6 separate regions of the Mus musculus genome follow, and regions 1, 3, 4, 5 and 6 are each linked to region 2. A link is a contact called in public HiChIP or PLAC-seq and promoter capture Hi-C data. All regions are on one chromosome and are shown on one strand. The core of a region is the stretch at or near the end of the contact, and the rest is flanking DNA. Distances in the headings are between cores, read along the strand shown.

Region 1 (4,289 bases), core at 1,490-3,989, 2.9 Mb after region 2:
GTTCCTTTCATAACAATTTTCATACAGAGAATTACACTAGCTAAAATATTTCTGGTCCCATGACGGAAAATAAGTTATAACACCATAAACTGTAACAATCTAGACTCACACTAATCTAATGTTAAAAGAGCTTACCTTTAACTTGAAGTACTTTGCTAAACAGCAATATGAGGAAGTTAAGATGGCTGAGTAGAATCCTCAAAGGTCTACTCTGAACTACAATACTAAATATAGGCAAAGTTAACACTTTGGAAATACTTCTAATTTCCACCTTTAAGATGGGCTTAAGTTATTTGAAGGTCTCCAGGAAGAAAATGTGAATTCAACAACATATATTCAACAGCCTACTTTAAGTACCTAGACTATTCAACTTTTTAAAGGTCTACTAATACTAATTCATGTCGCCAGAAGCTGCCATACCTCACTGCTCAGCAACAAACAGGACTACATACCTGAGAAGAACTGAACAATTTCTTCCTTGCTACATCCAAAAGGGAGTCCTCTAAGCCGTACAAAGCCATCATTGGCTGTGTCAGGACTATTTGGACCAGTATGCTTCAACACCCAATCCATTTCAACGTTGTTTGACTTGAATACTGAAAGAGGTGCTTAGAATTAGTCAATTAAGTTGGAGAACAAAGTTCAGATTTCCTGGGCTTTTAGATAACTAGGAAGAGCTGCCATAAACTCCCTTAGATGACCATTTCCATGCGGTCAAATACCTAAAATTCAGAAGGGGTAAGACCTCTATGTGTTTAAACGTTTACTGTTACTAGGGCAATGTAAATCAAACCTTCAACATATCTGTGTCCCATAGTTTCTCTGTCTTTTTTCAAGGCCAATTTGACTTCATCTTCTGATTCAAGTTCAACAAAAGCCTCGCCACTTGGTCTGCCTTCTCTGGTGTAGATGAAACGAATACCTTGAGCCCCATTTTGAATTTTGCAGTCTGAAAAGAAAACAACGCTTAATACAGGATTTAAAACCACTACAGATAAAATGCATATTCCTGTCATCACACACACCAAAAAAAAAAAAACATGCCTAAAAAGACTGACCAAGCAGAACACGATCAAATTATCTCATATACAGGATATATTCCTAGTCCAACAAGGTAACTCAATGCTCAAAAATAGTTCAAATGGAGCAGGGCAGTGGTGACGCACGCGTTTAATCCCAGCACTGGGGAGGCAGAGGCAGGCGGATTTCTGATTTCGAGGCCAGCCTGGTCTACAGAGTTCCAGGACAGCCAGAGCTACACAGAGAAACCCTGTCTCGAAAAAAAAAAAAAAAAAAGTTCAAATGAAGCTACCACCTTGCCTCTAAGTTTCCATTAACCATCTCTTGGTACACTATCTCAGAATAATCTCATCTGGATCTGGTGACTTCACAGCATTTTCTTGTTTGGGTACCATGTCAGCTTCCCTCTATCAGCAACCACATAACAATTTCATTCAAATCCAAACTCCAGCTCAATATTCATCCGAAAAGGGACCAATGTTAACAACTAAAGGCTCCAAGCTGCAGTTCAACTCAAACCCGGACGGCAACGGCCCCCTGCAATTGCTTGCAGTATACTTGGGGCTCGATTTACAGATCGTTTTCTGTTACCACAGCTAAATTCAGATGGTAAGGTCAACACTACAAGTACCTTTTTACAAAACCTTACACGACTTGAGAAGAAATCACATCTTTCCCTACTTAAATTTTTCTTAGACTACTCCAGAATGCACAGATTGATGCATAGAGACAGAAAAAGTTTTAAAAGAAAACAAATTCAGCAGGGCCACCAGCATCCCCAAGGGGGTTGGGGGGGGTGCGGATTTCGCAATTACCATTGCGTAACAGCGGCCAACAGAGCGCGAGCCGCCTGGGGAAACCGCTGGTGGCCGCGACTCGCTAGGGGGCGCCCGGGAGACCCGCCCCGCCCCAACCCGGCCCGGCCCGGCCCAGCCGCGGGCCCCACTGACAACTCCCGCCTCAACTCACCAGAAAAAAAGCGCTGCACTTCATCCGCGGAGCAGGACCAGGGCAAGCCCCGGACCTTCACCACGAAGCCCTCTCCGCCTTCTGCTCCCAGCATCATCGTCCCTTCGGTGGTCCTGGCGTCCACACAGATTGCGGGGCTGCGGGGTGGGGGTGGGGGTCAGGAACGCGTCTGAGAAAACAGGCATTTAAATGGCCCTCCCACTTCACGGCGCACAGCGGGCACCGGGCGCCGCCATGCGAGTCCCGCCCGTCAGGATGCCTGGGCCCCGGAGACTCAAGCATGCAACCCGGCCTCGGCTAGCGACCCGATGCCCAAAGCCGCCCAGTGCGCCCAGGGCCGAGGCGCCAAGCTAATAAGACCCTGGCCCACAGCCACGGTTGAGACGAGGAAATGGCGGCCGCCGCTTCCGCTCCGCCTCCTCAGACATCTCACACAATAGAAAGCGGCGCGGCCTGCAGGCCTAGGCGGCGCTGCCACGCCGGCGAGACACTCGCGGCTCCCAGGGGCAGCCTGCGCCTGCCACGGCCCCTCAGGTTAGAACCTAAGCTCAGCGACAAGCAATCGTCACCCAAAGAGGTGTCCGTGGAGAGCTCGGGCAGCAGTCGAAGACGGAAAGTCACTCACCTCCACAAAAAGCCTCGGCGTGGCTGAGGAGAAATGATAAGCGGGCGCCTGCGCAGGCTAAATAAAGCCCTTCCAGCAAGCTCTGCGCACGCGCACCCTGTTGCCGGCCCCGCCCCACTTGCGTCACAGAGAGATTGGACGCATGCGTATTAAGAAACCCCGAGCTCTCTCCCGCCGTCCTATTATTACACGCATGCGTTTGGGCTCAGCCCTCTTCATAAACTGACCGAGGTGTTTTTGGTTGTTTTTTTTTTTTCTTTCTGCGCCTGCGCCTTTTTGCAATTATTGCGCTTGGCGTCTCAGCGGTTTCTTGTTTTACTTAATGCGCATGCGGCTACCTTCAAACCGTTCTCTAGACCTACCCGCCGGAGTGGGGGAGGGGAATGGCGCTAATCAGCTCCCCGCAGGGACTGGGTAGTAATCCAGAGTTCGTTCAGGTTTGCAGGGGCGGTAGTTCTACCCTTAATCCGCAGCTTTTCATCCGCGCTCCTGTCGGTTTTGAAAGACACCACGAAGAAAAGGAAGCCATGCCCTTTCTCCTCAGAACGCGTAGGAGCTGGAGGGCCGGGTTGTGCCAAACCTCCTCTGGGTACCGCCCCGCCCCCTGCGCCCAAATCCCCGATCTCCGTGGGGCGCCTGGGACCAGTCCCCTTACCTGCCCGCTTTAGGGGGTCAGTCCCGACCCACATGGGCTGCCAGTGCCCGAGCTAGTCCTGTACCCCACTTTGCCTAACGGACTCGCACTCTACGAACCCCTCGCCCTTGCACGAGAGGCGCTCGGTGTGCGGCGCCTCGCGAGGGAAGGCTGAGACTGCCAGGGGCGCGAAGGACGCAGCCCCAGAGCGCTGCGCCCGACCGACCAACGGGCCTCTCCCAAGGTGGAGACACGCCCGGGTCATCCCGTGTGCCCTTACAGAGGTAAATGGGTGACGTTTAAGAGAATTCCTGCAACATAGCAGAATACGGATGATGTCCCGAGTTTCTCCGAATCTGACTGACCTACCCTAGAAATTAACAATAAGAGTTATTGTTTGGGCGGTGCCACGGTAGGTACCACAATTGGTAAGCCTCTGAAAGCCATCACAAGAGGTTACAGGCAAAAATACGCTTTTCTTTCAAGTGCAACATTGAGGAGGCTAAATCCAGTTTGAACAGTTTGTTTTTTAAAAGGGGGGGGTGTCATCAAAGGAAAGGTGCAGAGACTGCGTGCAGAACTCAGACCTTTTAAGTCTGCGCAAGGGTGTTAAGTAGAAGGGCATCACAAGACTTCAAGAGAGCAACAGGAGCTGTGTAACGTGAACCTTCAGGTGTAAGGGAAACTCGGATGAGACAGGCTGGGAGAATAACTGCACATGACCTCACCTGCAAAGGATCTATCTAGAGGAGACAGAAAACACTAGTTTAGATCATCGAAAAGTGAGAACTCCCAAGTCTCCAGGCCAGGAGGTGGGTGAAAGGCAAGAACACAAGCCCAGCCGAGGAGAACTGCAACTTCAAGACTTGCCTGAGCAACAGAGTGCGTTCAAGGCAGCCTGGGAAATTTACTGAAAGCCTGTCTCAAAAAGAAGACAAGAGAAATAGTAGTGGTAGAGAGCTTGCTTAACATGTATATTTCCCCCTACATGGTCTTGGGACATGAGATTGATTACCAAGAAACTAAGATTACTCTTCTTTA
Region 2 (3,751 bases), core at 1,174-3,673:
GGAATACAAAACTTACTGTAGGCCATCCAATGTAAGGGCTGGCCAGAAGACTCTGTAGGTACCACCAGGCTTCATGTCTGAGTTCAATTCCTGGAACCCACAGTTGTCCTCTGATCTCTACATTTATACCATGGCACATAGATAAATTGATAAATGCAAGCTCAGCAGTTAAGAGCACTGACTGCTCTTTCAGAGGTCCTGAGTTCAATTCCCAGCAACCACATGGTGGCTCACAACTATCTATAATGGGATCGGATGCCCTCTTCTGGTGTGTATGAAGAGAACAATGGTGTACTCATAGACATAAAATAAATACATCTTTAAAAAAAAAACAAACAAACAAGGAGCTGGAGAGATGGTTCAGCGGTTAAGAGCACTGGCTACTCCTCCAAAGGTCTTGAGTTCAATTCCCAACAACCACATGATGGCTCACAACAATCTGTGATAGGATCTTATGCTCTCTTTTGGTATGCCTGAAAACAGCTACAGTGTGCTCATATAAGTAAAACAAAACAAAACAAAACAAAAAACCCCCAAAACCCTTTCCTGTTCAAACCTTACTAAATACTAAGTAATGTATTGCTAGTTTTCCCCTCTATCACGGCCTTTTTCTTTTGTGGAACGTCTTCCGAGTTGCCACTATTTTATGCCTATAACTCTCATTGTTAGATCAGGATTGATCAAGGTGATGTGGAAGTAAAAGGGAAGACCAACCTCTCACAGGATCATTACCACGTCTAAATCAGAACAGCTGAAGGATAGATGTTTCCTCCTTGGATGTGGAGACTGTGTCAGGGCTCTGGGCTTGGGATTTTATAGGGCAGCAGAGGAAACTTTTGGGTGGGAAGATATTTCTGCCGACCTACTTTGTGCTTTCCCATGCACATACATTTTGGTGGAGTCCTTACTATGTTGGCATCTATGCCAGGAGTCTGACATGTTGATCCCTGGTCTGGAGCTTTTCTACTCCTAAGTACCCGAAGGGAGTTTCTCAGGTGCTGGGGGCTTTAGGCTATTAACCCTCACTTATTACCTTTGACTAGAAACTCTTTGCTCTCTCCTGATGGTGATAATCCAGAGTGTGTGTGCGCGCGTGCATCCACGTGTAGAAGTGCTGTGAGGGCGGCCATGTTCTGTGAGGGCGGCCATGTGCTGCACAGAGGCTTGAGGGAGAACAGATATCCCCTGTTGCTCTCTGATGTAGTTTTTGGAGGCAGGGTCTCTCTCTGAAACTGGAGCTCTAGTTTTTGGACTAGGCTGCTAGTCAGGGAGCCCCTCCAGTTAACCTCTTGTCTTTGTCCTGCTAGGTTCTCGATGACAGATCGAGATTGGGATTCAAACCCCAGTCTGTATGGTTTCACAGCACGTATTAACTGTGGAGCCATCTCTCCCGCACGGTTTACTGTGTTGGACACCGTTAGGCACCTATGAACAAGAGGTGACAAATAAGTGAAATTTAAAAATCCTTTCAGTTTTGTGGTGTTGGGGATCCAGTCCAAGGCCCTGAGCCTGCAAGTGTTCTAGCACTGTACTCTATATCCTCAGCCACAAAACAGCCAGAAACCGGGAAACTTAGGATCTTCCTCCTGCACTCTGGGTTGGTAATAATCAGAAACGCGTTGAAGCTGGTTCCCCTCCAGCTTTCCGCAACTGGCTAACGTAGTGGTCACTATAGTTTCAGATTCTTTAGTTTAACGCAGGGTGGGGGCATGGCTGTAAGTGGGTCCCAGCACTAAGGAGAAAAGAGCTTCCGAATTTCAAGGTCATCCTTGAGGACTGTCCTGCAGGACATTCTGTCCCCTCCCCACCTACTCTATATAATAATGTGTTAGCATTCACATAAACGTGACACTGGTCTTAGACCTCCCACTCCACGGAGCATGTGATTTGGACCCTTGTGTCCAGCTCAGGGAAAACACCTAGGACTGAAAGGTCCCTCGTCTGATCACGGGAAGTGAGTGGTTAAAAGTAGGTGGAAGCGTGGCTTCGGATTCTTTTAGTTAGCGCTTGGTTTTAATACTGAGTTTTACGTAGAGCCGAGCTGAAACCCTTAGCGCCCTTAGCAGGATTAACTCGAGTTCACTGTGGGGCCTTAAAAAAAAAAAAAAAAACCCTGCAGAGAGCCTGCAAAGTCACTGCCGGAAGTCCCTCCGCGGTGACGAGCACGGCGGAAGTGGGTTCAATGCAGCTCCCCGAAGAACTGTCTCACTCCCGCTCGCCTGACTTCTGGATGGGAGGCGCCCTGCAGCTCAGGGAGGATTGTGGGGGGCTTCTCCGCGCAGGCTCAGTGGCCCACTTCGCGTCGGACCGCTTCCGTCCCCCCACTTCCTTTCACGGTTCCTGTGCCAGGACGTGACGCCAGACTTCGTCAGACGGGAGGAGCCTTGGGAGGAAAAGCGTCTGAGCCGGGGTCTCGCGAGAACGTTTCGTTTCAGCGCAGTTCTCGCGCTGCAACCTTGCTCCTGTTGCAACGAGAGCCTTCGAGATCTTCTCCGCCTCCGCGACCGGCGCCTCCTCTGCGGCCGTGGAGCCGGAGCCGCGGCCCGAGCGGTAGAGGCCCCCGTCTTTCTCCAAGCCCCAAGCCTCCTAGCGGACGGTCGTCCGGCTTCGCCCGCCCAGCCGCGGCGCTCCACCGGCCCACGCGGCTCGCCCTCTTCCACGCGCCAACCCCGCCGGGTTCCGTGTGCAGTGTCGGCGGCCGGCCCTGGGCCCGAGCCGGAGCAGTAGCCGGCGCCATGTCGGTGGTGGGCATAGACCTGGGCTTTCAGAGCTGCTATGTCGCTGTGGCCCGCGCCGGCGGCATCGAGACGATCGCTAACGAGTATAGCGACCGCTGCACGCCGTAAGTGGGGCTTGGCTGGCGGGGTCGCCTCGCTTTCCGGGCGAGGGTCCGCAGGAGACCCCCGCCGAGTGCCGGGTCGCCCGCGGCTGCCACCTGCTTCGGATCCTGGGCCTGCGCCAGGCACGAGGCCCTTTCGCGCGGGCCAAACGAAGGCTTTGAGCCGGTACTCTGATCGGCGGAGGGCAGGAGCAGGAACTGAAAGAGAAGGCGGGCCTGAGACCGTGGGATGGACCGACCGCTCTCACCTCCTTTTTTGGGGGGGGGGAGGGTTTGGGTGGTTCGGTCTGAAACGAGGTCCAGGGCTTGCTGAGCTCGTCGAATCCAATAGAGGTTCAAACTCGGCCCACGGCGAGCATTTAATAAAAGTTAACTTGCAAGATTGTGGCCTCGGGACTGGGAAGCGCTCTGAGTCCCACGTGAGTGGGGGCGGGGTGGCGCCCGGAAGATGTGGAGTCTGAGTACCCACGGCAGGCCCTGAATAAAGTCCATGCTTTTCTTGATAGCGTTTTAACTCCCTTCATTCGTTTTTGGATATTGAGTTAGGTTGGGTCATTCCTTACCCAGGCTGCTCACCTATTCCTTAACAGCGTTAGTTTTTCATGCTAATGAATTCCAGCCGGAAGGTTGCCACAATTGTTAATGCATGACTCAAGGGCTCTGTTTGACTTCTAGAACTTACATGAAGTTATGGGACCAGTATAGACAAATCTGCAAAAAAAAAAAAAAAAAAAAAAAAGACTCACTCAGAGCTTGCTGGAGTAAAAGGGAGTCTACTTTTTAGATATATGTAGGATTTTTTCCCCCACATTTAGCCCAGGATGACCTAAAATTTTCATTCTGCTTCTGTCTGCTAGAATCTGGTATTACAGGTGCGTTAAAATTTTATTTATCTGGCGCTGGTGGCACAGG
Region 3 (3,933 bases), core at 349-2,848, 2.9 Mb after region 2:
TTTTTAGGTGAAATTATTTGATCTCTAACAATCTACCACAACATTTTATTTTATTCTATTTGTTGAGACAGGATCTTACTACCTAGCCCTGGCTGGACTGAAACTGGTTATGTAAACTAGGCTGGCCTTAAACTCACAAAAATTTACCTGCCTCTGCCTCCAAAGTGCTGGGATTAAAAGTGTGTGCCACCACACCTGGCCTGCAACAACACTGTAATAATTTTAAACACTAAGAGTTCTGTGGTTTGACATGGTCCAAACTGTTAAATTCTTTTTTGCAAATTGTTACATTCTCATGACATTCGCATCTCCATCTTGCCAAATTCCCTTCTATCCCTAGTAAGAAAATAGGCTGAATAACCACATATCTGTAGGGTGACTTATCCAAGCCAGAGTTGGAAAGCAGAGACAATAATCACAAGGTACGTTGTGTGCTGCGTTTCCTTATCACTTAGGAATGAGGTTGGTTCAATTCCTATCAACTTAATTAATAGCAGAATACAGAGCTCATTTCCAGACCACCACTGCTGACCTTGCCTGCTAGGCTGTCATTCAGATTCATTTGATTTGAAAGAAAAAGCCCCACCACCACACACACACCTCTGACTCATCTGTCCTAATTTCTTTGGCAGCCCTTTTACAGCCTGTTCTGAAGAAAGCTGCCGAAAAATATGAAGTCGAAAATATTAGACATGAGTTGGCATGGTAAGGCACACATAAAATCCCCATACTCACTTGACAGAGGCAGGGGGATCACCAGTTCAAGGCCAGTGCTCTATTACTGAGTTCTAGGCCAGCCGGAGCTACAGACTGAAATTCTGACTGGGAACATAGCTCTGCTAGTTCTGCTAGTAGAGTGCCTGCCTAGCATGGTGTGGGGTCAGAAGCACTTGGGAGATGGAGACAGGAGGATCACAAATTCAACGGTCCTGTTGGTTATGTGTGTTGGGGGTTGGGTGAAGCTCAGTGGTAGAGGTCTTGATTAGCATGTATGAGATACGAAGTACAATTCCCAGAACTGCCATGCCGCGCGCGCGCGCACGCGCGCGCGCACACACACACACACACCCCAGAAAAAAGTAGTTAAGCACACCCCTGCCAAGTGGCCTACTGGGGGTGATGGGGACTGCGTTGTTGAGACAGGGTTTCTCTGTGTAACTCTGGCTGTCCTGGAACTCACTCCGTTGACTCTGCTGTCCTCAGCGATATTGCCTGCCTATGCCTCCCTGATGCTGGGATTAAATGCTTGTCCCACCACCACTTGGCTACATGGCCTGTTTTAATGTCTCCCTTGTGTGGGGGAAAGAAACAACAATAACAACAACAAATAAAAATCCAACAGTGAGATTTTGATTCAAAGGGGGAAAAGGCATGTGAAATGAAAGTTTAAAAGAGGAAGTTGTGTCGCAAAACGTTAAAATAAGGCGCATTCCCGGGGTGGGAAGTAGAAAGTCCAAAAGTAACTTCCAAGTGCTCCGGGCTGGGAATCACCTACGGTTAGGAATCGTACTTTCCCGAATGCTATACAAGGAAAGCAAGCCCAGGTGAGAGCGAGCAAGGCCGCAGCGGCTTAAGGTCGTCGGTCCAGGGCAGCGGCGGGTCACGTGACCTAACAACATGGCCGCCCGCGGAGAATGCCGCCGGGCGGGGCAGGATTCGGAGCCGGAGCCGGAGCGGGAGCCGGAGTCCGAGCCGGGGCCGGAGCCTGAGCCCCAAGCAGGCCTAGAGTCCGGGGAAGCGTTCGAGATCGTGGACCGGAGCCAGCTGCCGAGTCCCGGCGAGCTGCGGAGTGCGTCGCGGCCTCGAGTGGCCGACAGCTGGTCGGCGCCCATCCTGACGCTGGCGCGCAGAGCCACCGGGAACCTGTCGGCGAGCTGCGGCAGCGCGCTGCGCGCGGCCGCGGGGCTGGGAGACGGCGGCGGCGGCGGGGAGCGCGCAGGTAGGCCGGGGTCCCGCGGGCCGGGGCTGCTCCCGGGCTGGGGAAACCTGACCGGCCGGACGAGCTGCTCCGCGGAGCTGTGCCGCGCGGCGCGGCACGGGGCTCTGCAATTGGTGTCACCCACCGGGCCAGGGTGACTGCGGCCCGGGACTCCCCTCCCACCTTGTTTGTCTTTGTGAACCTCAGAGCAGCTGCGTCGTGATCACGGATTGACTTTAAATAGGAGGTTTACATTAGAGGCTTAGACGGAAAATCACCAGTGTTCGTATTTTGCATACTTGACAAATGAAGTCCGGTGCTGGTCCCCAGTTAACAATCTCGGCAGCCAGCCGGTTTGCACCTGCGGCTGAGGTTGACAGCGTATTCCAAAGTTGGTGAGAGCAGCGAGTCAGAGTCAGGAGGTTTTAGTTCCCTTTATTCTCCCGCCACTAACCCCCAACCCCACCCCCCGTGGGACGAAGACTTCCCATCACCTGTCCTACTCGCGTTTCCCAGTCTATAAAAACGGGGATTAAAAAAAAAATTAATCAGCTACGTTGAATAATCCAATTCAGCTGTTATGATCTAGATTAGAATTTCAGCATACCAATAAAGAACAAAAGTAAATTATTATTTGTTTTTTATAGCTGGGCTTGGTGATTCGGGTGCATACTTCCTGCACATGTTAATGTACGTGCTCAGAACTGCGCTAATTATAATCCATTGGTGTTTCTGAACATATCTAAAATTAAAATATAAAGGATAGCCAAGGGCGTTGTGGTGCTCGCCTTTAAGACCCGCACTTAGGAGGTAAAGGCTTGTGGAGCTCTGAGAGTTTGAGACCCACCTGGTGTACACAGTGAGCCCCTGCCTCTAAATAAATAAACAGACAAATAAATAAATAACCACGTTTCACTTGGCCTGGTCACTTACTGTGAATGGACCATGCAGACTTCAGGTTGCTGAGGTAAAGTGAGTGTTGACTGTAAATGCCTGGGGCATCACGTGCATACAATAGACTTTAGTACCCAGATTTTATTTTAAAGAACAAAATCACAACAAAAACAACAAAAAAGCTTCTTTCCTTGGTAATGAATTAACCTTGATTTTTCGGTTTTGGTCTTGGTTTTTGTTTGGGGTTTTTTTGTTTTGTTTTTAGTTTTTTGTTTTGAGACAGGGTTTCTCTAAGTATCCCTGGCTGTCCTAGAACTCACTCTGTAGACCTGGCTGGACTCGAACTCAGAAATCCTCCTGCCTCTGCCTTCTTCATGCTAGAATTAAAGATGTGCACCACCACCGCCTGGCAATCTTGGTTATTTTTATAACCTTTTCATTTGTGTGTGTATATGGGTTCACATATGTTTGTACATGTGCTTGTGTACTTGGAGACCAGAAGTTGGCTGTTTTCCTCAACTGTTTAACCCACCTTATTTTTGAGACAAGGTCTCTCACTAAGCCCGGAGCTAACCAATTGGCCACACTGTCCAAAAAGACCCAGGTGTTAGCATTCTGTCTAAACTCCACCCCCACAGTTACCTAGCAAGAGCCAGGCAGGCCTGACCCACTATAAAAGGGGCTGCTTGCCCCCTCCTCCCTCTTACTCTTGCTTCCCCCTTGCTTCTCTCTTGCTCTTCCCTTCCCCCTCCCCGTCCCCCTCTCTCCACGTGTTCATGGCCATGCCCGGCCTATACTTCTCAACTCTCTCCCTCTCTCTGCCTCTACTACGCTCTTAACTTCCCTCCCCATGCCCTGAATAAGCTCTATTCTATACCATCATGTGGCTGGTCCCTCAGAGGGTAGGGGGTGCCTTGGCATGGACCCGCCGAGGCAGCCCCTTCCCCCATACCTCACCACACCCCCATAGAACATATCTTATACCTCTTTATCTTTTTTTTATAAACACATCGCCAGGTATCGTCCTGTCTCTGCTTTCCCAGGGAAGCACTGGGAATACTAACAAATGCTGTCGTGCCCAGTGTTTAACACTGGGGATCTGAACTCAGGGCTTCAAGTTT
Region 4 (4,009 bases), core at 152-2,651, 2.2 Mb before region 2:
AATCCCCTGCCTCAGCCTCTGGAGTGTAGGGGGAATGCTTGTTTTTTTTTTTTTTAAGATTTATTTATTTATTATATGTAAGTACACTGTAGCTGTCCTCAGACACCCCAGAAGAGGGCATCAGATTTCGTTACGGATGGTCGTGAGCCACCATGTGGTTGCTGGGATTTGAACTCGGGACCTTTGGAAGAGCAGTCGGCGCGCTCTTAATTACTGAGCCATCTCGCCAGCCCCGGGAATGCTTGTTTATAGACACATGTGTGCCACCCTTACCCCATCCAGCTAGTCTTAGATTCTTAGGCTTTCCCCTGTTAGCCAACTTCTTATAACTTTTATGTTCAAATTATAGCATGGTTTCAGACTGAACCCATCCTGACACACAAAATGGCAGATTGCCTACTTAGTTTAGGGATCTCCTCTCAGCCTCCAGCTCAAGGACACAAATGGCTGGTAGAGGAGATAGATCCAGTCGGTTGGTCCTTCTGGCACTCTTGAGGAAGCCAATCTTCTTCATGGGTGTCAGTTACCCATGCAGTAACTCGGTTTACTGGGGCTGCCATAATTGGGTGGGAAGGACGCAGTCTCATGGGTTTTTTGTTTTGTTTTGTTTGTTTGTTTGTTTGTTTGTTTTTTGCATAGCCCTGGAGCTTGCTCTGTAGACCAGGCTGGCTTTGAACTTAAGAGATCCACCTGCCTCTGCCTCCAGAGGGCCAGGATTGAAGGAAGGCATGACCACCACCTGGCCCAGCTCTGCCTCAACTTTTCAAGCACTGGGATTACAGTTGTGAATTTATCTACTATGTGCCTTAAATTTGGATTTCTTTTTTAATATGTTTTTTCAGGAAAGGGTCTCAAGAAGTCCAGGATGCCCTTGAACTTTGCAGCCGCAGTAAGCCTTGAACCCAGAAATCTTCTGCCTCAGCCACGTTAGTATCCGGGTCAACAGGCCTGGCGCCCTAGGTCAGGCCACTGTAGTTTAGGGACTGAGTTGAGTGGTAAGCAAGAGAGATGGTCCCTTTAGGGAGATGCCAGATCTTTTATTCCCAGAGCCTTGGCCTTGCATTCCCTAGCCCTGTTTCAGAAATGACCCAGCAGAAAACGCAGGTCTGGCCTCCACAAGATAGCCTTAGCTTGACCTCAAAAAAGCCTGGCCTTTCCGCGTCCGGAGGGGCGTGACCTAACCCAAAAGAGAGGCGGGACCTAGTGAAATATTCATATCGAAAGGCACGGTAAGCAAGAGGAGGCCAGCCCAAGGGAGGAACCTAGCTCTAACTGGACCGGAAGGGACAGGGAATTTAGCAGATCCTTCCTCAAAGGGCCGGGCCTTGACGAAGCTAGCCCCGGAAGAGGCGGGGCATAAGTGGAGCCCAGCCCTAGGGCGGGGCCTGGCCGAAGGATGGGTTGGCCTGAGGGCGGGGCTTTCAGGAGCGCTCTCCGGAAGCGCAGCTTTGGTGTCCGGGAGAGGAGTTCCAGTCGTCGTCGCCGCTGCCACTGCCCGTGTGTGCCGCGTCAGTCATGCCGGTAAGTGGCCGTTCGACCCGCGGGAACTTCTGTCTCCAGCCCGGATGCACTGTTTCCGAGCCCGACGCTGCTGTCAGGGCGCAGGCCGTGGCCAGAGCTGCAGTCGTTTCTCAGTTTACCTTCCGCACGGTCCTCCGGCTTCGGGACCCTCCGGAAAGCTGCAGAGAGCAGTGTAGTGCAGAACACAGGCCTCCGGATCGCCCTAGAGAGTCTTCGAGAGGCAGCCCCATCCTTTTCTGCATAATGGGGAAACTGAGGCAGGGAGGTAGGGCAGAGAACCCATATAGGAATGCGGGTACCTGGCCTTTCCACATGCATACCCTGCCGCCTGCAGGCTTTCCAGAGAAGCATGTCTCTGTTCATCTCTCCTGCCCACACTGCCCTGCTTCCACTTCAGCACTGGGCCGACAGGGTACTTTCTTCCCCAACCAGGAATCCCAAAGCTCAGAGCAGAGTTTAAGGAGCCGAGAGCAGCGCTTATCTTGCCTTTGAAATCACCCCACTCCTTTGCATGGCGGCTTCTAGTCTCATTGCTTAATTTAAAATGAAGGCCTTACATGAGGCCTTGGCACATTACACAAGAAGAGAAGAAAAACCCCAGTGCTTGCTGGAAAGCGTTTATTGTTGGGAGCTAGCTAGGTAGGTAGGATACAAGATGGAGCCAGACCACCTGGGAAGTGCTGGGCAAAACCAGTTGTACTTGTTTGGGGGCAAGCTCTAATCTCAACTGAGTTCCGGAGATGCTGGTCTAGAGTTGTGGAGTGGAGAGCATTTTCCTCCCAGTGCCTCTCAACCCAGAGGTCTCCCAGGAGTATTCTGTGTTTTAGCAGCTTATCTTCTGGGAATGAACCTGAGGCTTCTTCCTGGTACAAATCCTTAAACCTCTCAGGTGTCATTCTTGTGGTTCCTGCCCATTGTCTTCAGACCCTGTCTGCACAAAGCACAGACCAAAAAAAAAAAAAAAACTTGGTAAAGTCCATCCTGCCAGTCAAGCTAGTCCATGTGACAGACTCCTTGGTGACCTCAGGATTCCAGAGTGGAGGCTGCCCGGCTGCTCTTCAGAGGGCAGCAGTGAAGGAAAAAAATAGCTTGAGGGCCTCTCTGTTCTGTGTCTGCCTCTGGGGACACAGGATTTAATGGGAGATGAACAGGCACCTTATCAAGACAAATTGCTAAGTGCAGGGAGGTATTGGTCAAGTGCTACCTCCAATCTAGCCAGGGAAGTAAGTCTTACCCAAGATAGTTTGCAGACCAAAGCTTAACCCAGAAACCTGAAAGTTTGCCCTTGGCTTGCCAGCTGGGCAGCCTCAGGCAAGTTGTTCTGCCTCTCTGAGCCTTTGTCTCCTCATCTGTAAAATCAGGACTGAAAACAGACCTTTCAGGACTGAGGTTGGTATTAACTGGAGTTATATCATCATATTTAACACAGCTAGTGACCCATCTGTCCCCAAGGAGTAGTGACTCTTATGTTGATGTAGGTCGAGTGGGGTAGAACTGGGTAGGCAGGCTTCCACTCCAATTTAACATGGGTCTCACTGGTTAAAAGTTCAAGTCTTGTGTCCTCTCTCCAGCCTAGGCCTTCCTACTCATGAGCTGTGTCTCCTGGGGTCAGTATTTAACCCCGGAGCTTCAGCCTTCTGATCTCTCACAAGGTAGAGTTTCCTGGCTTTTTGAATCATTGTAGCGATTAAAGGAGACATAAAGGAGACAGTGTAACAAGGTGTGAGAGAGTCGGGCACATCAGAGATGTGCAGATACTAGTAAACAGGACTCTAAGACACCAGTGTTCAAAGACTCAGCGTCCTCTAGAGGAATAGTGTCCTCCTCTTCCTCTTTCTCCTCCCCCTCCTACTCCCCCTCTATTCTCACTCTTCCAGTTCTAGTGTCTATAAAAGAATCATACCACTTACTGGCTTTCTGAAGTAATTAATATATATAATATAGTAATACAACAATATGTAGTATAACAATATATATTATACTTATGAGGATTCATTTTGTTATTATCGTTACCAAACATCACCATAGCCCAGGTTGGCTGTAAGTGAATACCTAGCCCAGGATGACTCTTAAACTCATAGCAATCTTTCTGCCTTAGCTTCTCAAGGGTTGGGTTTGCAGAAGTGAGCTGCCACACCTGGCTTATGGTTTTGTTTTGTGGTGCTAGGTGTTGAATCCAGGGCCTGTGTATACAATGTATGTGCTCTGTCACTGAGCCTCAAACCCAAGACCTAAAGAAAGGATCCTGGGGTCTAGTGGCCCTGGCGAGACACCCAGAAGGTGGAGCAGTTTAGGGAATACCCTTGTGAAGACTGGATCACCCTGTCCCTTAAGCCAACTCTGTGTCATCATGTTTAGTTGCACAATGTGTAGGCAGAGGTAGGGAGCTCTGAGCTGGAACATCGGCCTCCTGGAGCGGACCCCTGACCTCTGACCTCTGTGCTGTGAAAGAAGTCCTTTCCTGCCGTGGTCCTCAGTTTGGAGCTCA
Region 5 (4,039 bases), core at 100-2,599, 2.0 Mb after region 2:
GCACAGCGAGACCTTGTTTCAAACAACCAACAAAGAAATATTTACTTAGGAGGCAAAGTAAAAGATTTCTGAGCTCATGAGAGCTTTCATACACAGGAAAGAAAAGCTACCTCAAAATATTACACTATCTCTAACACTTAAAAATCATGCTACAATCCTCTGTATCCTTTCAATAAAAGATACAATGGAACCCATATGTATACGCTCATACTAGAAATATTATTCTCCACCACGTTTTAGAAGTTTCAGTCTCCCATTTAAGTGGGGGTACAAGAGGCCCTCGGGTGCGTGTTCAAAATTAGGCCAAATATCTGCAGCTTTAACATTAGACCAGGTGACAATCGGTCCACTGGTTTAGAGGGTTGGCTACTTGAGCAACAGAGCTGTCACAATGTAAATGCAATGTTCGCTCTCTAATTCCATCACTCAGCTCTCTAATCCCATCACTCAGGAGGCAGAGGCAGGAGAATCTCCTGAGTTCGAGTCCTGCCTGGCCTACATAATGCCTGGGCAATCGGGGCGACCCAGATCTAGGGGGGGCTTGGGGTGGGGTGACCGCCTGGCATGAAGGACGAACCTTCCTTCCCAAGTGTGATCCTCGAAGCTGGAGGTGAACTCCAGCCGCTGCCTGGCTCGCCGCAGCGCCTGCCCTACCTCTTCCGGGCAGCTGGCCAGGGCCCTTAGAGCTGAACAACAGAGCGAATAGCGGACTTTGGAAAAGGCTCCGGTTATGCAAACGGCCGAGGCCACAGACAGGGGTGAGTAGGGGGTCGGGGTGACTTCGACTCTGGACGGCACTAGTACCGGGGATGCGTCCCGCCAAGGGTCTCCCCGCTGGTTCCTGCGATGGACGGCCGAGGCCTTGACAAGAGGTGAGCGAGGCCCAAGCTGCCGGACCGCACCGTCGGGCGAACCCGGGGCCTGCGGGCCTTGACTCGAGCGGCGAAACCGCGGCAGCTCGGGTGTTGTCGCCGCCGGCCGAGAGGCACCCCGCCAGCCCCGCGGACGCATCCTCCCGGTGCTGACGCCCAAAGCCCACTCTCTCCTCAGACACCTGGCTCCGCGCGACACTGCCCACCTCACCTCCGCAAAAGCAAGCGGCCTTTTGGCCGAGAAATGTCGCCAAACCGCCGTCGTTCCTCTCCAGCCGCTGCGACAGACACCGACAAAATGGCGTCCGCGCCGTCACCCTACAACCTCCTCAGGTGGCTCCAGCGCCACCTACGCCGAGCCAGCGCGCATGCGTCACGAAGCCTCGTGCCCGCCCACAGATCGTGCAAGGGGACGAGGGGTCTGTGACGTCAGGGACGGCGGGGCTTGATCAGCCACACTGCGGCTGCGCAGCGCTGGAGGCGCGGGTAGGACGAGGTTCTGTCCGCTTGTCAGGCTGAGGTTCTTTCTGTTCTTAGGTGAACCTGGAAGCCCGCCTTAAGTCTGCGGCGCGCGTCGGGCTCTCGAAGAGTTTTGCTGGGCGTGGCCACGCTGGGTAGGGCCAACCTCTGACCTTTTCCCATCAGCTTAAAGTGGGAAGCTCATCGCACTCCATCTACCAGTCGCCCCTCAACCTCAGCTCCAGGTAGAGCCACCAGAGCGCAGAGTCCCCGAATGCTCCCAGCTAGGGCAGCTCAGTGACCAGGATATGGCTGTCACCTGGCGCTTCCGCTCTAAACTGGATTTGGAGAAGTTTACCTGAATATGCCTCTAAAAACAAGCGTAGCAGGTGCTTACCCTTCTCTTTCTCTTTGCCTTCCTCTCTCTCTTCCTCCTCGCCTTCTCAGCCAGCAAATCGAAAGGAATGGGGAGGTTTGTCCTAAGACTTCTGACAGTATTCTTCCGGTTACAACCATGGCAGCCTCATGATTTTCTACTACAGTTACTCAACAAACGGGCATTTGTGGTCAGACTTTTTGGTTTTTTTTTCGAGACAGGGTTTCTCTGTGTAATCCTGGCTGTCCTGGAACTCACTCGGTAGACCAGGCTGGCCTTGAACTCAGAAACTCACCTGCCTCTTGCCTCCCAAGTGCTGGGATTAAAGGCGTGCACTATCACTGCCTGGCGACATAACAAATTCTTAATATATATCCTTTTTTAATTTCAGAGAACTGGGCTTTTGTGGTGCAGGCCTGTAATCCCAGCATTTAGGATTTAGAAACAGGAGGATCAGGAATTCTAGGTCATCCTGGGCCATATAGCAAGTTCAAGGCCAGTCTGAGCTACATGAGATCAAAACTCAAAAAACAAAACTGCTGAGAATCCAACACCATAATTACTGTCTAACCCAGTAGGGTTGAACTTCTTCTGGTCGTCCTATCTCTTATCTCCTTCCTCCAAGAGCTTGAAGCATAAATATGAGCTGTCATAACCAGATTAATTAAATACTCTATGCCAATCACTTTATAGACAGTCTTAGTAATCTAGACAACTCTAAGAGGTGATTCTTAGCTCCTTGCTTTAATGACAAATTTAACTCCTGAAAATACCATTCAAACTTTGCTAGCTTACGGTTTCATTGTCATACTTACTGCCTCCATTCATGCAACAAAGTAAAAAACAACTTACTTTTTTCTTAATCAGTTAGAGAAAAGTATTCTGAGTCCATCTTTTGGCAAGACCAAAAGGGTCTGTCTTGAAAAGGCTCGTTTCATGGTGATTTGTCTCTGAAGCTCCCATTATGAAACAATGAATCCCTTCACATTTAGCAAAGTTGATTAAAGGCCACACCATGAATGAGTCACAATGGATCTCTCAGGCATCCCATACTGCCCAAGATGGACAATATCCCAGTTTCCTCCAGGGTTCCTAACACTTCTGAAGAGAAAGTCAAACAGCACAGGAGTAACAAAGATTCAGTCAAACAATGTTGAAAGCATCCCAATTCCCAGTGCACTCTGCAGAGCATATGGAGTGGGCAGGAAGCATCTGAATTCATACCATTCAGGGAATACAGGAAGTGCCCTGCACTGCTCCTTTAATTACTTATATGGGTCTCTCTTCTCTCCTTCCCCACTATTCTTTCTTCTTTTTTCCCCTCTTCCTTTGTGATCGTCTTTGTATACACAGGGACAATCTGGAACTTATTATTTAGTCTAAGCTTGCCTGGAACTTGTAGAAATCCTCCTGTTACAGCTTCCGAATTGCTGGCATCACTGGTGTGAGCTATTAGGTCTGACCTATCAATGAACGGGTCTCAGATCCAGGGCCAGATCACAGATGCATGTACCCTCTGGAAATACTAGCCACAGGCACTTGGTCAGCCTTCAGGATTCGTCAGGATATTGGTTCTGGTAACTGCAAGAGAGAAACCATTTACCAAAACTTTGACTAGGTCATGCCCAAAAGTTTATAGAGAAGATAGAATTCCTTCTAATAGTGGATCCTTAGATAACCCCCACCCACCCACCCATTAGAATGGAACTGCCATCACACATTACTAGTCACTGTTTCTACGTTAATTTAACTAAAATCTAAATTTAAAAATGTAATTGAATCTATCTAGAGACTGTGGAGTGGATAGTCAGTGAATCCATGCTATGGCACACATTTGGAGGTCAGAGGAAGACATACAGAAGTCAGTTCTCTCCATCTACAATGTGGGTCCTGAGGATCAAACTAAGATTGATAGTGTTGGTAGAAAAGGTTCTTACTCACTGAGCCATCTTCTGGGTCCCTCAATAAAAGGTCCCTTGAATAAAATTGGTGGCATTGACTAAGTTTCACTAAATAAATAAATCCCAGACACCAAGATCAGTAGCATAGAGCTGTGATGCCAGCATGTTGAGAGGTGGAAGGCAGAGGATCATGAGAAGGTCATTCTAGGCTACACAGTAAGTTCTAAGGCAGCCAGGACTACAAGAGACCCCATCTCACAAAACAACACATTGGCTTCCCAACTCTACTTACTGCATTTTCTCAATATTTAAAATGTATTGTCTTTCTCTCAGTTGGTAAAAGGCTTGCCTAGCATGCATGACCCCTCAGGTGTTGTTTTAAAAAACAAAAATTCTAGCCCTTTAACTCACCAAATGAAGACTCAGGAGCC
Region 6 (3,722 bases), core at 1,167-3,666, 3.0 Mb after region 2:
AAATATGTTGTTTTGTTTTGTTTTTTTGTTTTTCGAGACAGGGTTTCTCTGTGTAGCCCTGGCTGTCCTGGAGCTCACTTTGTAGACCAGGCTGGCCTTGAACTCAGAAATCCACCTGCCTCTGCCTCCCAAGTGCTGGAATAAAATATATCTTTAAAAAACAAAAAGACAAAAGAAATAGCTCCTAATTTAAAAGGTATAATGAAGCTGGAGATGGGTGGGTTCTCAGTAATAGTTTAAGAAGCATCTCAGCGAGTGAAGATTTCTTACAAACCATCGAAACTAACTCACTCTCAAGACCATTAGGCTGTAGATTTCTTACAAGCCAGTAAGAAAAGCCTAGAATAGAAAAATTGGACAAGCTCCATGAACAGACAATTAAAAGGAATCTACATGATCAGTGCAAAATGTTTAATGAATCTGTGATAAAATAAGTTGTATTTTCTACCAATTAATTTGACAGGGCCTGATTAGTGTGTACAAAGAAATGATCAATAGTAATGTAGCCAGTGAGAAAAAAAAAACTGGGTGGAAACATGAGTACTGTTGCTTCAAGTAGGATCAAATCAAGTAAGAGAGATTGGGGATGAAGACATTGAGAAAGAATTAAGACTTAGAGACTGATGTCTAACCACTTATATTTTTGCTGACTGTTCAACACCAAGCTTCTAGAAAATTTTAGATAAGTAATAACTTGTGTTGGATGAATAAGCTATCTCTGATAAATAAGGCTCATCAATTCCTGAAGGTCTACTCAGGTTAACACTAACTGACTTGAAGGTATATGCCTAGTCTCTTTGTATTTGCTAACTTTGTTAAGGTTTAGCTGTTTGGATAAACTGAAACATAAAAGAAACTTGTAATATTCTATAATGACACACCATGAACAGACCAGAAGACTGACGTTCCCAGTCTCTTTGTGGACAGTATAGTTTAGAGCCATCATGTCCTCATTTTTATTAAAATTTCACATTTATTAATGTATGTATGTGAATTTGTATAGAGGTCAGAGTACAATTCAATCTCTTCTTTCACCACGTTGAGTTCTGGGAATTAAATTCAGGCCATCAGGTTTGGTGGCAAGTGTCCTTACCTGCTGAGCCATCTCCATTGCTCCCAAAACATTTTTAGTATATGGATCCCCCAAATACCTGAGAGTCACTTTTTTGCTCTTCTGTACAATTTTCTCATCTCAAGAACTTCCTTCCAACTCCACCTACAGAAAATTTGCATATCTATGAGGTCCAGTTCAAGTCTTTGTCAGTTTAGACAGAAAAGTTCTGCCTCAACTCCTCTACTCCTTCAGTACTGACATATTTTAACACCTCTCTGCAGAAGTCGATTTTTTGGCTTTCTTAAATTCAAGGCCATCTTGGGTAACACAAGCCAGAACTCAACCTAAGTAAATTTAGAATTTTTTTTTAAATTATGTGTACTGCCTGTGCCAAGCTGGCTTCAAATTTTCATTTTGAACATGCTCTTTATAAGGCAAATAAGGAAAGCAATTTCTCTTCTTTAAAATTAGGGAGAGAGAATTGGCGGTTACTAAATTGACCCAAACATCAAATCCTTACTGCCTTTCTCTTGGGGTGGCAGGAACAAAGCTCGTTTCACATGTAGAAAAACCTGCTGTTTCTTTCCACATTATTCAAAGCTTTGGGTCACCAAATACAACCCGAGGCGATCAGGATTCTCAAGGATCTAGCCAAATCCTTAGCCACTTCAATCTTACAGCGTTATCAGCATATTGAAAAACGAGTGGGTTATGAAAAGGCTATTTTAAATCTGCACATGGCATCACCCTTTTCCTCAACTCTGTCGCTTAGGTATGTCTGATTTTAACGACTAAAATCAGGAAACAGCACGGGCACATGGGAAAGTGACTCCATGTGGCTTGATTGTGAATCTAGGTAGTGTTTTGTTAGGTAAAGAGGTCTCAGGCTCCTGAGCTCAGGGCGATGACTCCGCAGGAAAGGCGGTGTCTGCTACCCAGAGGGATTTCACTCACTGCGCAAGCACACCGCCCGACCTCTCACCATTTGTGATGAAGGCCATAGGTCCCAGGCGGGGTTGGGACAGAGTTCCTAACTCAATGGGTCGGAAAGCCGTCTTCTGGATGTCCAACACACCCGCCCTGAGGGACTAGGGCGACCCACGCGAGAACGCGTGCCAGATCCGTCCGCCCTCCGCGGCGCGCGCCCGCCCGTTTGGTGACGGCCCGCCTTCCTCCTTCATACCCAATCAGCAACCACTTCCTGCCTCGCTATTGACCAATCACCACGCTCCACGAAGAATAGCCCTAGGGGGCGTATGGGAAGGCGCTTCGAGCGATGGCTGTATCTACCAATAAATTCTTAGATCTTGCGCAAAGGGGCGGGATCTGACGTTCGTTTTAGCCACTCAGGAACGAGGGGCGGACGCGGGGTTGGGCTTCGTGCGGTGGGGCTCGCTCGCGCGGCGGCCGTAGCCGAGGCCTCTTAGTTCTGCGGCACGTGACGGTCGGGCCGCCTCTGCCGCTGTCTCCACTGCAGCACGGGGCCGGGTGTGCGGGTGGGAGAAGGTGAGGGAGCCGCCAGTGGTCCCCGGGAGGCTCGAGGTGAGACGGGAAGCGTGTGCGGGGATCTCAGGCCCGGGACGAGCCTTGGGGGACTGGGCGAGCGGCGCCGTGGCGGAGGGGGTCGGGCGTGGCTGTAGGCTCGACGACTGAGGGGTCGGGCGGGCTTTCGAATGGCGCAGGCCTGGGCGGACGCGCAGGGCAGTGAGGAGAGCGGCCGGGTTAGAGAGGCTAGCCTGGGCAGCGCCGCCGGGGTCGGGAGGCGTGGCAGGTGTCCTGGGGTTTCCCTTGACCTCTGAGAAAGCTAACAACTTCCTACGGCTTTGCTTCTAGAGCTTTCTTAGGCCCTGGCCAGGCCCACCCAGAGGTGGGCTGAGTAATCCGGTACAGGTGTGGTATTAGAATTCGGCCTAGTAGGTAGCCCAAATAGCAGGGAAAGGTGAAGTAAATCCAGAGATAAGCGTTACAGATTAGAAAATAACTTGCCCAAAGGGAAGACTGGACCATAGCATCCTGATGAGGGAGTAGAATGTACTAGAACGTGTACCGCTTGAGAAACTTAAGGCTTAACTATTAAAGCACCTGCCTATTCGGTGGTGGATAGATAGTAATCCAGTGTGGGTGTTCACAGGACCTTAAGAGCAGGAGATACAAGCGAAAGTTCAGTTAGTGAGGGGAGGAAACTGAGGCCTAGAAGTTTGAAATGACTGGCCCAAGGTCATACAGGTAGTTCTAGTCATCCAGTTGGGATTGTAACTGAGCACTAGACCGTTTGGGTTAAAAGTCCTGGTTCAAGCACCTAACTGCAATTAATCGGGGGAGTGGGAATTTGGGAGATTTTTTTTTTCTACTTTAGGGCTCAGTCCCCAGGAGTAGACAGAATGACTGATGGGCCTTGTATTGAATTCCGAGGGAATGGGAATGAGAAATTGGATGTGTAGTAAAGGTTCAGTGGGTAGGAATCGAACTGGCTTCTTGAAATCCGAATGCCTTGGTCATTACACTGATACACTAATGTTTATATTGAAGGCCTGTGTGCCAAGACCTGAGGACACATTGATGACACTTTGTGTATTAACTGCTGGTCATGACACTAGTGATTGCATTGCTAGTTGTGTGAAGTTAAACCAAACTGAATACTAAAAGCTTGGCAAAGTTGAGCTACAGT

Evidence for each region. Promoter capture Hi-C pulls out the DNA fragments that hold promoters and counts their contacts. HiChIP or PLAC-seq counts read pairs in DNA pulled down with a chosen protein or histone mark. Capture Hi-C pulls out chosen DNA fragments and counts their contacts.
Region 1: a contact with region 2 is called in a promoter capture Hi-C map of liver, with 3 times the contacts expected there. The contact joins the promoter of Hnrnph1 here to the promoter of Hspa4 in region 2. A contact is called at or near these places in 2 of 39 promoter capture datasets (embryonic stem cells and liver), 1 of 484 Hi-C or Micro-C datasets (B cells), 3 of 115 datasets of contacts at active chromatin or transcription factors (astrocytes, bone marrow-derived dendritic cells and large pre-B cells) and 3 of 9 other capture datasets (adipose tissue, liver and macrophages).
Region 3: a contact with region 2 is called in a promoter capture Hi-C map of pre-B cells, with 4 times the contacts expected there. The contact joins the promoter of Rufy1 here to the promoter of Hspa4 in region 2.
Region 4: an H3K27ac HiChIP or PLAC-seq map of double positive thymocytes shows a contact between it and region 2, with 9 times the contacts expected there. The contact joins the promoter of Atox1 here to the promoter of Hspa4 in region 2. A contact is called at or near these places in 2 of 484 Hi-C or Micro-C datasets (B cells and liver), 3 of 115 datasets of contacts at active chromatin or transcription factors (bone marrow-derived dendritic cells, double positive thymocytes and thymic regulatory T cells) and 2 of 9 other capture datasets (adipose tissue and liver).
Region 5: an H3K27ac HiChIP or PLAC-seq map of thymic regulatory T cells shows a contact between it and region 2, with 14 times the contacts expected there. The contact joins the promoter of BC049762 here to the promoter of Hspa4 in region 2. A contact is called at or near these places in 2 of 39 promoter capture datasets (the C10 cell line and liver), 4 of 484 Hi-C or Micro-C datasets (B cells, CD4 T cells, CD8 T cells and 1 more), 3 of 115 datasets of contacts at active chromatin or transcription factors (bone marrow-derived macrophages, large pre-B cells and thymic regulatory T cells) and 2 of 9 other capture datasets (adipose tissue and liver).
Region 6: an H3K4me3 HiChIP or PLAC-seq map of pro-B cells shows a contact between it and region 2, with 8 times the contacts expected there. The contact joins the promoter of Canx here to the promoter of Hspa4 in region 2.

What each region holds. Positions count from the first base shown.
Region 1 is chr11:50,376,128-50,380,416 of GRCm38.p6, reverse strand. It overlaps Hnrnph1 (heterogeneous nuclear ribonucleoprotein H1), which reads right to left and starts at 2,739. Exons shown (of 13, transcript NM_001347487.2): 1 at 2,615-2,739; 2 at 1,990-2,126; 3 at 794-949; 4 at 453-596. The coding sequence starts at 2,086.
Region 2 is chr11:53,299,151-53,302,901 of GRCm38.p6, reverse strand. Hspa4 (heat shock protein 4) reads left to right here and starts at 2,423. Exons shown (of 19, transcript NM_008300.3): 1 at 2,423-2,842. The coding sequence starts at 2,736.
Region 3 is chr11:50,428,790-50,432,722 of GRCm38.p6, reverse strand. It overlaps Rufy1 (RUN and FYVE domain containing 1), which reads left to right and starts at 1,598. Exons shown (of 18, transcript NM_172557.3): 1 at 1,598-1,939. The coding sequence starts at 1,618.
Region 4 is chr11:55,458,600-55,462,608 of GRCm38.p6, reverse strand. It overlaps Atox1 (antioxidant 1 copper chaperone), which reads left to right and starts at 1,401. Exons shown (of 4, transcript NM_009720.3): 1 at 1,401-1,521. The coding sequence starts at 1,516.
Region 5 is chr11:51,260,314-51,264,352 of GRCm38.p6, reverse strand. It overlaps BC049762 (cDNA sequence BC049762), which reads left to right and starts at 1,349. Exons shown (of 3, transcript NM_001382322.1): 1 at 1,349-1,720. The coding sequence starts at 1,696. It overlaps Clk4 (CDC like kinase 4), which reads right to left and starts at 1,239. Exons shown (of 13, transcript NM_007714.6): 1 at 1,084-1,239.
Region 6 is chr11:50,324,367-50,328,088 of GRCm38.p6, reverse strand. Canx (calnexin) reads left to right here and starts at 2,416. Exons shown (of 15, transcript NM_007597.3): 1 at 2,416-2,596. It overlaps Gm46280 (a long non-coding RNA gene), which reads right to left and starts at 2,337. Exons shown (of 2, transcript XR_001780205.2): 1 at 2,037-2,337; 2 at 933-1,216.